Linked DNA regions of Rattus norvegicus: region 1 is linked to region 2. The links are chromatin contacts, called in public Hi-C maps. All regions are on one chromosome and are shown on one strand. Each heading gives the region's core, a stretch centred on a gene start, on an enhancer-like site or on the middle of the called end of the contact. The rest is flanking DNA. Distances are from core to core; before and after follow the strand shown. Region 1 holds the start of Ndufb6 (NADH:ubiquinone oxidoreductase subunit B6). Region 2 overlaps Rig1 (RNA sensor RIG-1).

What was found. A called contact is a pair of places that touch in the nucleus more often than the background predicts.
Region 1: a Hi-C map of liver shows a contact between it and region 2, with 4 times the contacts expected there. The contact joins the promoter of Ndufb6 here to the enhancer-like site in region 2. A contact is called at or near these places in 6 of 12 Hi-C or Micro-C datasets (the Rat2 cell line, hepatocytes, kidney and 2 more).

The regions. Positions count from the first base shown.
Region 1 is chr5:60,202,938-60,207,642 of GRCr8, reverse strand. It overlaps Ndufb6 (NADH:ubiquinone oxidoreductase subunit B6), which reads left to right and starts at 1,491. Exons shown (of 4, transcript NM_001106646.1): 1 at 1,491-1,767; 2 at 2,868-2,960. The coding sequence starts at 1,588.
Region 2 is chr5:60,141,500-60,146,155 of GRCr8, reverse strand. It overlaps Rig1 (RNA sensor RIG-1), which reads left to right. Exons shown (of 18, transcript NM_001395071.1): 9 at 813-975; 10 at 2,411-2,515. Among named protein-coding and RNA genes, the nearest start is that of Rig1, 22 kb to the left of the region's middle. Within about 2 kb of position 1,500, at least 6 of the 93 cell types and tissues checked have an H3K27ac peak or open chromatin away from gene starts, as enhancers often do. A contact at or near this core is called in kidney and liver, where this site is marked.

The DNA.
Region 1 (4,705 bases), core at 242-2,741, 61 kb before region 2:
TTTGAAGAAAATTTCTCCATAAGCTTTTTGTTCCTGTAAGATGCAATTTGTACAAAAGACTAGGAAAAAATGCCTGATTTTTTAAAACTCAGATTTCAAAATGAGTTAGTTTTTAAAACCATCCAAAAGTCACAAATGAGGTTTTGTTTTGCTTTTTTAAAATAAAATATTTTGACTTGGTATATGTGATGTAATTTAAAAGTCATTCAATTCATACGTACTGATGCTGAAATGTTTTCATCTTTGCCCAGAGAAAAGTTGCCTCTAGTCTTACAAACTTGCCCAGCGCTAGTTCGCTTATGGAACATATTCCTCTCTTCTGGAGAGCCCTCGGGTTCCAGAAGCCCCATGAAGTAACCAGATTCTCCTAAGTCGGGTATTCTGGAAGTGCACCATATGTTCTTAACCGCTAAGCCATCTCTAAACTCCCTAGTTTCTACTTTTGTCTCTATCCTGTCTTCCCTATATAATATTGGTGATAATGGTGGTGGTGGTGTTTGAAGCAGTTGTTAAGTTGGGCATACTGGTGTGTTCCATCCAGCTTATGAGTAGTGGAGGCAGGGGGATAAGGAGTTTAAGTCCAGGCTCCCTTAAATAAAAGCTAGCCTAAGCGCTACATGAGACCCTGTCTCCAAAAACAAATACTTATAACAAAATTATTTTCATTTATTACACTAAAATTTTCAGTGAGCATATATATATAAAATCTCCACTATCCCCACTTTTGGATAAAAGGTAGCATACCATATACAATTCTTTCTACTTGATGTAGGTGGTTTGTTTTATTTATTTATTTATTTATTTGCCTTAGCAATAGATTGTAGAAGTCACTCCACAGTGATGAATAGAAGGCTCATTTATGGCAGTAGCATTCCAATGCTTTATAGTACTATAAGCTTTTCCACTAATCCTCTATTACGGAATCTGGGAGGTGGTTTCCAATGTTTTGCTAATACAAATCGTGCCGTGATGGATATTTGTGCACATCCCTGCAAATGTTTACCACCATACCTCTGGGATATCTTACAAAGTGGGACGGCAGGATCAAAGAGTGAGCCAGTCCATGTAAGCCTCCAAATAAGGTGCTCTTTATTTCTGCAGTACAGAGGAGGGAAGAAACCCAGATAGCTGCTCAAAGTCACTTGAGTTACTAAAGGGCTGGGAGCTGAACTTGAATGCAATTGTCTCTAGGTCAAGAAGGTGGGAATTCAAGCGGGCGGGGCAGAGGTTCCCTAAACCCTTGTCCTTGCGGTCCCCTCCCCGACAAGTTCTTTCTTTGAACTCTAGCCCCCCGGGACTTCTCACACTTTCTAACACAGACCACTTAAATCATAACTAAAAGACCTTCCAGAGCTTGTACTTAATCCGGGTTCTTAAAACCCGGGGTCAGAGAGAGGGCTTTGCGCATGAGCAGAACCTGCTTTCGGCGAAGGAATCAGCTTGCTCCCAGAGGCTGGGCTGCTGTGACGCCATCACATCGCGCCGTTGCAGGCGCCTCAAGGTCGCTTTGCGGAGCGGGATCGCGCGTAAGTGACCGGCCCCAGGTTCGGGTGCGCGCTGTCACTCTCTGGTAAGCTCGCCGGCGACATGTCGGGGTACACGCCCGATGAGAAGCTGCGGCTGCAGCAGCTGCGGGAGCTGAGAAGGCGATGGCTGAAGGACCAAGAGCTGAGCCCCCGGGAGCCCGTGTTGCCCCCGCGCAGGATGTGGCCCCTGGAGCGATTCTGGAATAACTTTTTGCGGGACCGGGCCCTGTGGAAGTACATGGTGAGTGATGTGCCACACAGATCCGGGTTCCCACTCCGGGTCGCAACCCGGCCAACCCCTTCCCACTCCTCTCAGTTCCATTAAGGCCCGACCCTCTCCAGAGCCCGCACACCCGGGAGGGCCCCAAGGGACAATCAGTCCAGGCCCTCAGATTTAGCGGAGATGCTGTCACGTCGCTAGAGTTCAGGGCCGGGGTCTGGAGTCCTGGAGCAGGTTGGCTTCGGGAGGATGATCCCCTGTGGCTGTCGGGTGTACTGAGAAGTCGGATCTTAGGTTTTACAGGACGCCGCACATGCAGTTGTTTCGAGTGTAGATACCTTTCCTGGTTTTAGTATTTGAGAACACTTAGGTGTTGTGTAAGGTTGAGGTGATAGAGGCGTCCATCGCCTACCAGCTACTCGAGGGCCAGCTGGTATAGTACAGTCTCCTGGGTTTGCAACCGAAGACAGGGTTCTATTCGGTATGCTTTGTCAGACTCAAAAGCCCCCTTTCTACTTATCACTGTGTACGTTTAACACGCTTTTAGTTACTTTTAGATTGCATCCCTTGACTTTGCCAGGCAGAAAAACCGTTCACTCAAGGACTACTTTTTATTGTAAGGATACCAGATATTTTCTTGGCGTCTGCTAATAAGTCACATCAGTGATGAGTAATGAATACTGTGTGGGAATTGCTTTCAGTTCCTTCTAATAATACTAGGAGTAGTAGTAACAAAGTGTTGGTTGGTTTGTTTCTTGAACAAGAATGCCCTTATGTCTTGCAGAATGCTACGTATTATAAGCTTTGTCTAGTAGTCTTGCAGAATGGTACTTACCCTAAGTCTTAGATTCTATGGATATTCTATAGGAAGTCCCAGAGTTAGTGAAAATATTGAAATAGGTAGGTAGGTTAGCCCCAGAAAATATATTCCATTTAGAAATTTGTAAAGTAATTATCACACTGTTACATTGTTGGTGGTGGTGGAATTTTTTGTTTGTTTGATTTGGTTTTTGTTCCACACACATTGACAAATGAGATATCCCATGCTAGGGATAGTAAGGAGCACATGTTGGTAAGCACAGCAGCTCCAGAGGTTTATTTTGTATGTGTGTTCCCCACAGATCTTCAAGGCGTACCGCACCAGTCTCTTCACTGTTTCCCATGTGATCATACCTCTCTGGTTCGTCCACTATTACGTCAAATATCATGTGGCTGTAAGTACGTTTTAAATGTATGCTTTCCAGAACTTATTTTTAATATCGTCCAATAATTTCCTGTGGCTGTGCTGTGCTCAGAAAATTATATTCTCACGTTAAGCTGATTTTTAAAGTTCCTTGACTTTTTGGAGGGATAAAAGGTTTCATTGGACTTTAAGTACTCTTATATACAAGTAGTTTCAAAGCTTGAAAAATCAAAAGGTTACTCTTATATATACAACATTTATAACGTTTGCAACACAATGAAGTAGTGTTTAGATGGTCAGAATGTCTAGCCCTGGAGTCCTGAGCAGTAGCTATAGAGATGATCTCTGCTGCTTCTTTCCGCCAGTCAGGTATGTGATATCATTCCAAACAGGTTTGTCCTGTCTCCAGTCCCTTCCCTTTGTTCTTATCTGAGTCCTCATAATTCTCTCCATTTAGACTCTCGGGTGTCTAAACTCTATGAACTTTTTCATGGAAAGATCTTGCATGGGCTGATGAAGGCCCTTGCCGTGGTTTAAAGACAAGGGGCAGCACAGTATGGGTGGTACATGCTGTTGGATCCTAGGCATGTAGTTTCTGGGATATCATGGAAGAGGGAACAGTGCTGGAACGTAAATACTGTAAACGGGGCACTCTGTGTCCACTCACAGGAGGCTGAGCAGGCCTGTTTGGGGAACCTTAGAGGCAGCAACCTGGAGTAGGATATTGGAATTGGAGAAGGAAGTTATGTAAGGAACCTGAGGTGGAGTAAGACAGCAGAACCTAAGTAAGGCGAGGAGGTTAGACATCATAAGCTGTGGTGATGGTGACAGGACCTGTGTCATATGTGAGGAGCTTGATCAAATAAGCACACTGATGGAAACAGGAGAACACCTTGGAGAATGGAATCAACTGGAAGTACTGGTATGAACTCATAGTTCTGAATACTGTGTATTCATAGGTAGATGGAGAAATAACCACGAATGTGAATGTGGGCATGTGCTTGTATGCATGGTCACTAAGGATGTCCACTTAGAAGGCCTGGAAACAGGGTTGTCTCTAAGTTACAGTCCATCAGGCAGCACCTCAGTGCTGTCAGCCATGAGGCAGACTGAAACTGCGCTCTTGACAGACGTAGCACGAGGAAAGCGGCTCAGCTGCTGACACTCCTGCCCAGTGCACATCGCCTGAGTGCAGTCACAAGGAGGCATGAAGCAGCCCCTGTGAAGGAATGTTCCAGTGGAGAAAGATTATTGGCTTGTTACCTTCAGAAGCACTAGGTTAAGAAGGTTAAAGAATGTCAGAAGACAGCTTAAAGGATTGGTTTCTCCACTTCTACCATGCGGTCTCCAGGGATCCAACTCAGGCCGTTAGGCTTAACAGCAAGTCTTTGCCCTGTGAACCATGCCCCTGGCCCACAATATGTTCTTTGAGCAACATGAATGGAATGCTTAGTAAGTCCTCTTTATAGTTGTAGAAAGAACATATAAAAGTATTTGACATCCAGGAATATGTCCTATGTTAGAAGACAGACAGCAAATCCAAGGAAGATGATGGAACAAATTCAGGAAGGACAGACAAAGTCTGTGATGAGCATGTCCCCCAGACTGAGGAAACGGCTAAAGGATCTCTAGTGACTCCATAAGCTGAGACCAATTTAGGAACGTTTCAAAATCTAGGGAGATGAGGAGAGCTAAATGTGTAACAAGCAGAGGGAATCATTTATTGTGTGTGTATTGAAACCTGGCTTCATATACACTGCAAGCTCGCCTTGAACC
Region 2 (4,656 bases), core at 251-2,750:
GGAAGGGAGTCTTTTGTATAAATTCTCCCTTCTGTCAATCATAGGAGAAGCAGGAGCTTTGCTGAAAGTCAATGATGTAGAAGTGGAGCTGTATATAACGGGGCTGGAGAGGATGAAGAAGATTTGATGCCGGGGTAGAGAACGGATAGATGCAATAAAGAATGGCGATATTATGTCTCTCGGGGGTCCAAAAAGCTGTAAATCATGAATTATATGCAGTTCTTTTGCTCCAACAATTACTGTTTAGGAAGTGCAGGTTAAAGGACATTTAGCTATAGGACCTACAGTTTGGTGTCCTCAAGTATTGTTGAGAGTAAATAGATTTCTTACTGGCGAGCTAATCATTCAGGTGCGCGATTACCGAAGGACGTTATCTTACTGACTCTACACAGCTCTTTTTGTAGCCCAGGCTGGCCTCGAACTCATGATCCTCTTGCCTCTGCCTCCTTCAGCAAACCCTACTGGTGTGCGCCACCACAACCGGCCACAGCTCTTTGTAAATAGCCATTTTCCAACTTCACCGATTGTTGAAGGTATTTTTCCAGGCACAGAAAATGCATGCGATATGGACGTGACTGGAATGGACACGCAATTCTTTTTCATTCCCATTGAGATGTTTTTCCCCCTTAGTAAGAGACTCAGGGATAAAGAAAGGAATAGCCCCGCCTGGAAAGATTCCCTCTTGGTCCTTATGCCGATTGGGATCTGATGACAAGATTTATCAAGATCTTCAGCTTGGGGTTCGGGGGTGGCTTTGTGCTCACAAACTTCCTGGAGAAGTGGGAGAGCCAGTGTTGGCCTGCTCCTTACAGGTCATTGGGCTGACTGCTTCCGTTGGTGTTGGAGATGCTAAAACCGTGGAGGAAGCCATGCTGCACATCTGCAAACTCTGTGCCGCCCTCGATGCCTCAGTGATTGCCACAGTCAGAGACAACGTGGAAGAACTGGAGCAGGTTGTTTATAAGCCTCAGAAAAGTAAGTGGGGTTCAGCAGCACACCCCTTGGGAGTTTGTAACCCTCTGTTCCCTGCTTCAGAGACAGCGGGTGAAGTTGGATGCTGTATGTGTTTGGTAAAAGCATTTTTAACCACAGACTTCAGAAACAGTCACATTTCCTGCCTTTCTCCCCAGTCAACCTCTTCTCCCCAGTGACGCATGAGTCTCAAAGGTAACCTGAAAAGGGACAAACATCCCTGCTCTTTGTCTCTAAAGCCCGTCCACAGGCTCCCGCCACAGAGTAAAGGAAGCAGTGAGGAGAGTCAAGCACTTGGATAACTTGAATAGCTAGTGGCTGTGCCAGGCCTCTGTGCTCCCCAGCCCTAGGCAGGTGCTGTGGGGTCATCTTGTTCTTGTGTGTATCTGATCATTGCTGTTGGAACGGTCCAGATCACAGTAGTTCTCATCAGAAGACCAGAACATGTTTTAAAAACGAGCTCCCCCAGCAGATGGTTGTTACTTATTAACTACCCGTGTAAGCAGGGAGGTACAGTCGTTACACATGGCTGTATCTTGGCCTGAGCACTCGCTCGCTCGCTCGCTCGCTCTGTGAGTCCAAGGCAGGGTGGGCACAGGGGAACGAGGGGCACAGCCCTGGCTCTTTCTGAGAGTCCCTCGTGGAGAGTGAGAAGAAGGTGCCTCCCCACCCATGCCAGCCCCTTAGCAACACTCAAGGATTTCTCTATAATTTCAGCCCTGGGAGCTTTATCGACTTCAAAGTCATTTTGTGTTTTGCTTTCTCCGGCTCTGCAAACCTCCATGTGCTATCCCGAGGGTGTGTCCCAGCTCTGCTTTGTGCACAGCTGCTCCTGTGCCGCCTTCCTCCTTCCCACGTTCATTTTACAGCAGCTTCCCCAGAGAGACTGAGGTGTCCTCCCCTTGCTCAGTGACGCCTTGCCCGCACCTGATCGCAGACCTCCGAAGGGCAGGTTTCACCTTTGTTTCCTTGAAGAACCAGCCTTCTGTGACGCAGGGGTAGTTCCTGTGAACTCCATGTCACTGAAACACGACATGTGACAAGCCGTTCTTTTTCTATTCAAAGTACACAAATATGAATGCTAACATCAATGGGGGGAGCTCTTGGAGGACTCGGAGGAAAATAGGGATTCAGGAAAACGTGGCTGGGGTGTGGTATTTGCAGAAACCAGAAGGCTGTCACACCTGTCAGAGTAGAGGCACCAGGAAAGCTCGACTGAGAAGCTGGCTTAGACTAGACCTGGAGAGACATTAGATTCAGAGTGGGGCCAACAGGGAGGCGGTTTCAAGGCTTTTGACCGCCTGCTGTGATTTGGGCCACTCACCAGTGAGCTTGGAACTTGCGACTTTAGAGGACTTCACCAGGACCGAGCAGGGCTTGGAAATAGCTGCAGCTGACCTGGGCTTCCTTCAGAGTACTTACACTGCTTTGACCCTAGTTTCCAGGAAAGTGGAATCACGGGCTTCGAACACGTTTAAATGCATCATATCTCAGCTGATGAGGGAGGCAGAGAGGCTGGCGAAGAACGTCTCTGAGGAACTTGGTAAGCCTGTGCTAAGTCGTGGAGAGATAAACCTCATTTTTCTGTGTCCCTTCCATTTAGAGATGTTCATATATTGCCCATTAGTGTCTTTAGTTCAGTGGTGGGATTATACACGAGGTGGACTGATTTCTCATTCATTCACACACACTTCTTTCTCTGTATCTTCTTTATCTCTTCACGCTTTTTTTGCCGTCCTTTTTTTCTCTAGTCCTTTTTCAAAAGATTTATTTTTTCTTTGTATACGTGTTTTTGTCTGCATGTATGTGTGTGTATGATCTGTACCAGATCCCCTGAAACTGGAGTTGCAGACCGTTGTGAGCCGCCACATCTGCTGAGAATTGAACCCGTGTCCTCTGGAAGGGTAGCTGGGTCTCTGGACCACTGAGCAGCCCCCATTTCTCTACTTGTTTTTAAGACGAGGTGTCTTCCTGTGTCCCTGGCTGGTCTGAAACTTGCTATGTAAACAGGTCTGGTTTTGTACTTGCAGGAGTCCTCTTGCTTCAGCCTTCTGAGCCCCAGGGTCGCTGGCGTGGGCCACCATACCTGGCTCAGATTTAGACTTTCTTAATCCCAGGTTACTTAGGAACCTTATAAGAATTCTTTAATCCTCTCCTGCCTTTTCTCTTTTTAAATACAAAACATATCCATCTAGACATACATACCTGAAAAATACTGTCTTTAAATCATCTAAATTCACTTTCTTCTTCTTCTTCTCTCTCTTGAGACAGACTCTCTGTTTTCAGTGCAGGCTGGTCTTGAACTAGGAAATCTGCCTCCTCCTCTTCCCAAGATGTGCGTCCTCACTGGGCAGCCATTAGAGCACCATTCATCCCTTCCAAGAGCAGTGCCCCCAATGGTCTAACACCCTCTCACTGTCTCCACCACCTCCCAACCTCACCACACTGCAGACCAGCCTTCTGCCTCGTGAACATCCCGAAGACACTTAAACAGTGGCTAAGGCACAGCGCCGGGGGGAGGAGTTTGGATAACGAATCCACTAAGGGCCCTAAAGTAGTAGGGTAGTGCGCATGCTCTCTCCTCTAGAGCTTTGGAAACTCTGTAAGATATACCGTAAAGAGACAGCTAGGCGGACTACCTAGGAACAAGATGACACGGTCTGACTAAAGCGGTGGATGGACAGACAGACAGACAGGCATAGAGTTATATGACTTATTTTTTGTTGTTGTTTTGTTGGGTTTGTTTGTGAGACGGTCTCTCTGCGTAACCCTGGCTGCCCTGGAACTCTCTTTGTCGACCAGGCTGGCCTCAAACACACAGAGATCCGCCTCTCCCTGCCTCCCGAGGCATCCGCACTTTAGAATAATTTCCCACCTCATCACATTGAGTATCTGTCAGTAGCTGCCTCATTTCTTGTGGAACTTGGAAAGTTTCTCATTGTGAGCTGGATTTGGTGGTACCATCTCTACTCTCTGCATCTGGGAGCCTGAGTCTGAGGTAGCCTAGGCTACTACGTACGGAGCCGCTATCCGTGGGGTGGAGGCAGAGAAGAGCTCGCCACTGTTTCTTGTTGGTACCTGTCCTGTGTTATGTTACTGAAAATGAGTGGGTGTGGGGAATCATTTAATGCAAAAATGCATTTCTTTTCTTTGAATTTTACCGCACTGTGCTTGTCTCAAGAAGCCCAGGACAGGAAACAATAGATCAGGCCTCTGGGGCTGTTTCCCCTCCGCCTTCTCACCCCTCCCCACACCAACATTCTCCTCAGAGTCTGAATCGCTGTGGATCCCACAGCTGAACCAAGCGGTTGAGGCTTGCCTTCCATGCAGATGCTTCCAGGATAGATATGTTTGAGCTCCGCCTTGTGGTTGGTGCTGTGAATGCCGCTGTGAGATGAGGTGTTCAGACCTCATAGCAAAGTGGAGCATGCTGGGAAGGGTCCTGGTGCTCCCAGTTTTATATAACGGTCTCGGATGAAGCTCTTGAGGCTTGTTATTCTAATGGCATCTTCATTTTGAAAGGCAAAGTGCGTTTCTCCTCCTCCTCGCCCCTCCCCCTCCTCTTCTTCATTCTCTATTATTTTATTTCTGAACTACTTTGCTGTTAGCCCCTTAAGCCTGTAGACCTTAGACACCACAGAGCTAGGTTTGAATTCTTGCCTTACCCACACAATATGACCATTA